Linked DNA regions of Mus musculus: region 1 is linked to region 2. A link is a contact called in public HiChIP or PLAC-seq data. All regions are on one chromosome and are shown on one strand. Each heading gives the region's core, a stretch centred on a gene start, on an enhancer-like site or on the middle of the called end of the contact. The rest is flanking DNA. Distances are from core to core; before and after follow the strand shown.

What was found. HiChIP or PLAC-seq counts read pairs in DNA pulled down with a chosen protein or histone mark.
Region 1: a contact with region 2 is called in an H3K27ac HiChIP or PLAC-seq map of microglia, with 3 times the contacts expected there. The contact joins two enhancer-like sites. A contact is called at or near these places in 2 of 484 Hi-C or Micro-C datasets (bone marrow-derived macrophages and nephron progenitors) and 7 of 115 datasets of contacts at active chromatin or transcription factors (bone marrow-derived macrophages, craniofacial prominence, embryonic hindbrain and 4 more).

The regions. Positions count from the first base shown.
Region 1 is chr7:49,045,813-49,048,939 of GRCm38.p6, reverse strand. It overlaps Gm32849 (a long non-coding RNA gene), which reads right to left. Exons shown (of 2, transcript XR_391458.3): 1 at 1-3,127. It also overlaps a transcript of Nav2 not described here. Among named protein-coding and RNA genes, the nearest start is that of Gm32849, 6.1 kb to the right of the region's middle. Within about 2 kb of position 1,454, at least 32 of the 459 cell types and tissues checked have an H3K27ac peak or open chromatin away from gene starts, as enhancers often do. A contact at or near this core is called in microglia, where this site is marked.
Region 2 is chr7:48,973,917-48,977,066 of GRCm38.p6, reverse strand. It overlaps a transcript of Nav2 not described here. Among named protein-coding and RNA genes, the nearest start is that of Gm32849, 66 kb to the left of the region's middle. Within about 2 kb of position 1,641, at least 2 of the 459 cell types and tissues checked have an H3K27ac peak or open chromatin away from gene starts, as enhancers often do. A contact at or near this core is called in microglia, where this site is marked.

The DNA of each region.
Region 1 (3,127 bases), core at 205-2,704, 72 kb before region 2:
CTCTCCTGCCTTTTCTGAATGGCTGGCTCTGGTCTTGAGCAGGGGATGCAATGTATGGCAGTTGCTTAAAAGGGCAAAGAGTAAAGTTTCTTAGTAAAGGGCTTAGATTGGTGGCTCATAGGATTGCTGGAGGAGAGAGCCTTGCAGAGATCTGAGGGTGCACAGAACTCCAGCCTATCCTCCCAGGCTAGTCAGATGGGGGTCTCATGCCATGTTGGGAGTGTCTCACACCAATATGAGGGAGTAACGGGACCATGGCAGACAGGGGACAGCAGGCAGGCATTCAGCTAGGTTGTCCTGGTAGGTCTGGGAAGAAGGCTCTCTAAGAGCCCTGGGGGAGGAAGGCAGGGCTCTTGCCTGGGCTCTGCTGAAGTTCAGGGCCCTTTGGATTGAGTGACAATTCCCAGCAAGCTTTGGTGGGGTCAGCATGGCTGACTCTCAGCTCAGACAAGGCCTAAGGTTTCCCATAGATAACACGCATTTCAGGGTGATGCAGGCTGTTCCTGGGGGGTGTCCAGAGATGTCAGGGTTGATATCCACATTCCAGAAGGCATTAGCATGGAGAGGGGTGGGTCCTGACAATATTCGTATAGCATACCACTGAAATATCAGTTTCCTTCAGTTAACTTAGAATTTCGGTGCACACCACAACTCTGCTAGAGACCTACTCATAAGCCCTCTTGGAGGGTTTTCAGCCTACTCATGCCTCCAGTCCCACATCAGTTGCCTGACAGCTTACTTTGCCTTCCTTTGTCACCAGCCAGTCTTCATGCTTTTATTCTCAAGCTCTGTGAGGGAACGCTGGAAGGTGAGAAGGCACCGGGTGGATGCTCTTCACATTTGGACTGGCGTTAATACAATAAGCAGCTGAGCTTGAACAGTGTGAAGCAGCAGTTACAAGCTATCTCTGGACTCAGGGTTCAAACTCTAGATATGAACAGGGGATGCTGGCATCCCGTCCCCCACCCCCCACCCCCCATCCCCGGAATCCCAGTAATTGGCGGGTTGAGGCAGGAGGATCTGGAGATTGAGATCAGCCTAAGCTACAGAGTAAGCTCTTGTTACTTGTCTCTTCCAGAGCAGAGGGAAACAGAGGGATCAGACAGGAATAAGGGGCAGGCAGAGCAGGGTCTCTTTGCCTTGTATGCTCCTTGCAGACCTTGTGCTCCAAGACTGAGCTAACCAAGGGCAAGGTGAAGCTGTAAAGTCTGGTCACAGAATGGAGACTAGAGAAGACCTTCCTCAGTGACAATGACTGCTCCTGTCACAAATCTTCAAGTTGTTAGACCTTGACTTCAAACCTCCACCCCACTGAGCCTGTTATAGCCACCACTGCCTGCATGAAGTGTGGTTGCCTGCGTGGTCACATGGGCGGGGCTCTGTGCCTGAGATGGGAGAACCCATGCCACTTGAGGACATCTGCCCATGGCCACACCCCTGCCTGCAACCACATGGATGAAGCCGAGTCAGCGCTTGGTTTAGTTGTGAGGAATGGAGCTGTATAGCGTATGCAGGGAAATCTCGTTAACTCAAAACTCGGGAGACTAGATGTTAATTCCTAAGTCAAAACAAAAGCGGGAATGGGCTGGTTTCAGATGTTTTTATTAACAGAGTGTTTTGTCAGCTGGGAAATAGGAAAGGTTCTGAATTATGCACTGTTTGAGGAAGCCATTAGTGGATTAGGAGAAGTGTTTTTTTTTTGTTTTTGCCATTTACGTTACAGGACATAACAAATGACTTCAGGGCTTGAGCGACTCTGGCTGGAGAAGGATGGACTGAGTCAATTTCCTGCTATCAAATGGTTTCCTTTAGCCCACGACTTTAGTCTTAGATGCTAAGCAAGAGAGGAAGGGGATGGGTGCCAGCGGTGTAGGGTGCTGTCGAGGACTCCAGCTGACCTTCTGCAGGGAGAATCAGGTGCTGGGTGATGCTGTGAGAATTCAGAAGAAATTCTGCAAACCCCCCGTGCCCTGTTCCTGCTGGACCCACAGCTCCAACAAGCTGTGGTCTTCTCAGCTCCCTGTCCCAAGTGTTTCTGTCAGCTGAGGATGTCCCCTTTGTCCCTGTCAGCTGAGGATGCCCCCTTTGTCCCTGTCAGTCAGCATACTGGCAGCTGCGTTTGTTTTCACAGAGTGCCAGTGGGCAGCTGGAAATGATGCCCTGTTGAGGGCTGCATTCCCTTCCTTCCATGCTTTTCTCTGGAGAAGTGAATAGAGGTGCTCTGATGCCCTGTGCTATGTATGCTGTCTTCGTAGTTCACTGAACAAAGTAAACTCAAGATGCAGGGCAGAAGTCTGCAGGAGGAAGGAGGGGATTTTTTCAGTCTTCAGTTCTATCTCAGCCATGGTCTTGTTCTGGACCAGGCACTGGGGACACGGAAGTATTCATGGCCTCCCAGCAGGCAGACACGGGAAGAGCATGTGACAGTTGAGATTTACAGTAGCATCCACTCACCCACTGTGTGCTTCCTCCCTTGCACACGTGCCTTCCTTTGCCCCATTCTTTATTCTCTATAAATCAGCTGGGAAGTAGCTATCCCTGCTTAGGGAAGGGAGTCACTTTTAGTGGAAGATACTTCCCTGAGTTTACCAGCCCTCTCTGTGTGGCATCCTGCACATAGCTAGCATCTCCTGACCCCCACCTTTCCAACCAGCTTTCCACAGACCCCAGAAGCCTCCCTCAGAAGAGGTCTCAAGAGCCTTCCAATCCACTCACACTCTCAGACAGGGCCGTACGCCTTTCCTCAGCCCAGAGTCCAGCTGGGACCAGACTGGGGACAAAGTCTCCAGTGACTTATTAGGTTCATGGCTGGAGGACAGAGGCAGGAAAACCAAAAGTAATTGCTCAATTTCAGGCCTGCTCAGAGCTAAGTGAATTTAATAACCCATAGATCATGTTATACAAATTGCATTTCACAGTTTTTACCAACTTACCCCACACTGTGCACCGTCCTGGGTGGCTTATTTCACAAATAAATAGCTGGAATCTAAACAGCTCTATTTCCTTAGCAATCACTCTTGGAGAACAGAGCAGCTTCTGCTCCCCCCCTCCCTCTTTTGTAGACCACGAGTTTACCGCCAAAGAGTCTTTACTTATAAAACTAATTTTTATGTGAACAAAGGAAAAA
Region 2 (3,150 bases), core at 392-2,891:
AATAACTAACAAGTTGTAACTGGATCACTGGGAGGTGGCAGGCTGAGAGCAGCATGAAGTTGGATCCACAAGGACCTCAACAGCAAAGTGCAGTCTGTCAGAGCTCCGAGTGAGCCAAGATGCATATAGAAGCAAGGTCCCCAGGTACCGCACTAAGTCCTTTACATATACAAGTTAGTCATAATGATGCTGCCAGGATTTTCATTTTGCAGGTGAGACTGTGAGCTTCAGAGAGCTCAAGGAACTTCCCTAAGATTTAAAAAAAATGCTAAGATTCAAACCCAGATTTCCGACGGCCCAAGATCTTCCCACCTCACCACCCAGCCTTCTCTTCTCCACTATGGAGATTTCTGCCTTTCTGTTATCTTCTCCTTGTCAGCTAACCTAAGCAGATGTTGGGTTGATGTCCATTCATGTAATGTCATTCATTCATGTGGTGTCACGCTGTGAGCTGTGTGAGGTCAGGGATGTTCCAGCAAGGAAGACATTTATAAGACAACTTCTGGACCACTCACTATTGAGCATCCCTCCTGTCCCTCAGGCTCTTCTGCCCCTCTTACATCAAATCTTACCCAATCAAATAGAGAAGCCCATCACTGCTCATCCAGACATGCCTCTTTCTGGAGTGGTTCGCCCTCAGTGGTAAGGTTCCACACCCGGCATTAGCCGTAACCGAATAACCAGGGCACAGACACAGAACTCAACAGTAGCCCATTCCAAAGGCTAACTTATCTTTCTAGATCATCTTTGTTTAAAAATGTAAATATCCTGGGCTATCAAGATGGTTCAACAGTTAGAAGCACTGGCTGCTCTTGGGGACGTGGGCTCAGTCTTCAGTATCTACCTGACAGCTCATAACTATCTGCTACTCCAATTCCAGGGCATCCGGGCCTCTATGGATGCCAGGCATGCAGGTGATACATAGACATACACAGGGACAAACACTCAGAGTAAATATAAGTGAACCTTGTTTTAAAATGTAAACTTTCTGATACTTGTTTAAAACAACCAAAAGAGTTTAGTCAAGACTATGGTAAGAGAGAACTTGAACTAGGAGGAGAGAGATAGGGTTTAACTCTAAACCCTGCAAAGAGAACTGGGAACTTACATGGCTGAAGCAGAGTTGAGTGGGCTGAGAGAGGCATGTTTTTCTTTGTTGTTGGTTTGTTTGTTTGTTGGTTTGTTTTTGTTTTTTTTTTTTTTTTTTTGAGACAAGGTCTGACTGAATAGCTTAGGCTAGCCCCAATCTTCCCACCTCAGCCTCTCAAGGGTGAGGATTACAGGCATGCACTATTATGCTGGCTCTGACCTGGGGATTCTTGGTAAGGCTGGGTTGCACAGGCTTCTGTCAGGACAGGGGTCAAGACTGACTCAACAGACAGAGTCTGGCTAGTGTGAAGGGGGAAGTGTGCCACCGAACCTCTCCAAAAGAGATGGGTCGGTACGAAGTTCTTGGGGTCCTCCTAAGGAGCAGACCGTGAAGGTGGAGCAGATGGGAGCTGGTGGGCTGCAGATGAGAGCTGGTGGGCTGCTGAGGGTCAGCCCCAAAGAGCAGGAGAGAAAGGATGTTGGAAAGAAGGGACAGGGTCGGGCAGTGACTGAAGCAATGAGTTGTAGGGAAGTGGGCCCCACACCACAGAGGCATGAGAAGCCAGCCCTTCAAGCTGCCTGGTTGTGGGCACTTCCTGAGTGTGTCAGTGACAACTTGAAGTTGGTCTCATTGCTCAGAGTGATTCTCTTGAATGCCGTTGTCGTCTTCTCAGAATGTCTGCGATGGAGAGAGAGCACCATGAACCTGGCTCTGCAGACTCCTCTAGGAGAGCTTAGGTGTTTCTTTACCAACAGCTACATCATCTGTGTGCATTTCTGATGATCTGTCCTACAGAGTGGAAGCAGGTATTTTGCACCAGTTTCCTTAATGCTTCCCATTTGGGGTACATCTGAGCCACTGTTCTCCCACTGGTTGGACCCCCAAATAGTCAACCTACGTCGTCATCCACAGAATGACCATCTAGGTTATCATTACCACAGGCATAGGGAAGCTCAGAAAGAAAGGGGCATCTGTGCCAGTAGCAGAGGAAAGCCAGCTTGCAAGACTCCTGAGTGTAAGACAGCCGCACCTAAGCAGGGCCCCCAGACCAGATGCCTCGCTCCATTCATACACATGGACATCTGAAACATTTTCCATTCTAATCTGCTATTGTTTTGACACCAATTCTAGATCACAATCCACGTGGAGCCCTAAAGTGGTGGCCTCTTGTTACCCGCTCCCGTTCAGAGTGTCTACCATTACTCATTCCTTCAACAAGCATCTCCCGACCCTCTGCTATAAGGCAAACGCTGTACTGCATGTCCTGATATAGAAACCACCACAATACCTAAGGACTCAGGCAAGAGTGAGCCCAAACAGCCATGGCAGGTGAGCTACGCTTGTTAAGATGCACAAGAGCTGGGGGCTACAATGCTCTATTCTACTTTGTAGCCTCCGGTGAGGACTGCTCATGTAACTGAAGACGTTTGCTTATTGGGTTTTTAAATTATAACCACAGATGGAAAAAAGAGAAATATTTTGACATGCACTTAGAATCGCCCAGGGAGCCTCTCATCTCATCTTAACCCAACCCACCCTTTAAGGAGCCCAGAAGGAACCTCCCCCTCCTGCCTCGGAAGTCAACAGGGGCCTGATGTTCCCAGATGGCCAGGTTGTTGTCTCTGTGGTAACGTTTTACCAGGGCTGGGGGTCAGAGGGCTGAACTAGCTATAACCATGATGCAGACTGTTACCTCACAAGGCCCTCTATCAAGTCCTCTAGGGAATATGGATCCTAGGAACAACTAAAGCTTTGAGAAGCCTGATTTTTTGCTCACTCTGCTTAGCCAAGACAAAAGTCCTATGATCACCTGAAGGGATTTCTCAGTCTCCTTCTCTAGTTCATATGCATGGTTCTGGCCCCAGGTCCCTGTCAGGAGCCACCCTGGCCTGTCCCCCTTGCCACCTGCCCTAGGCCCAGTCCTTTGTCCCTGCAAAAGGATTCAGCGTGCAGCCACCAGTCCTCAGAGTAGCTTCCTGATTTTGGAAGAAGCTGCCTTGAAGAAATCCCCACTCGGCCTCTGCTATCCATGTCTCCTCCCAGTTTGCTTCCCAGCCCCC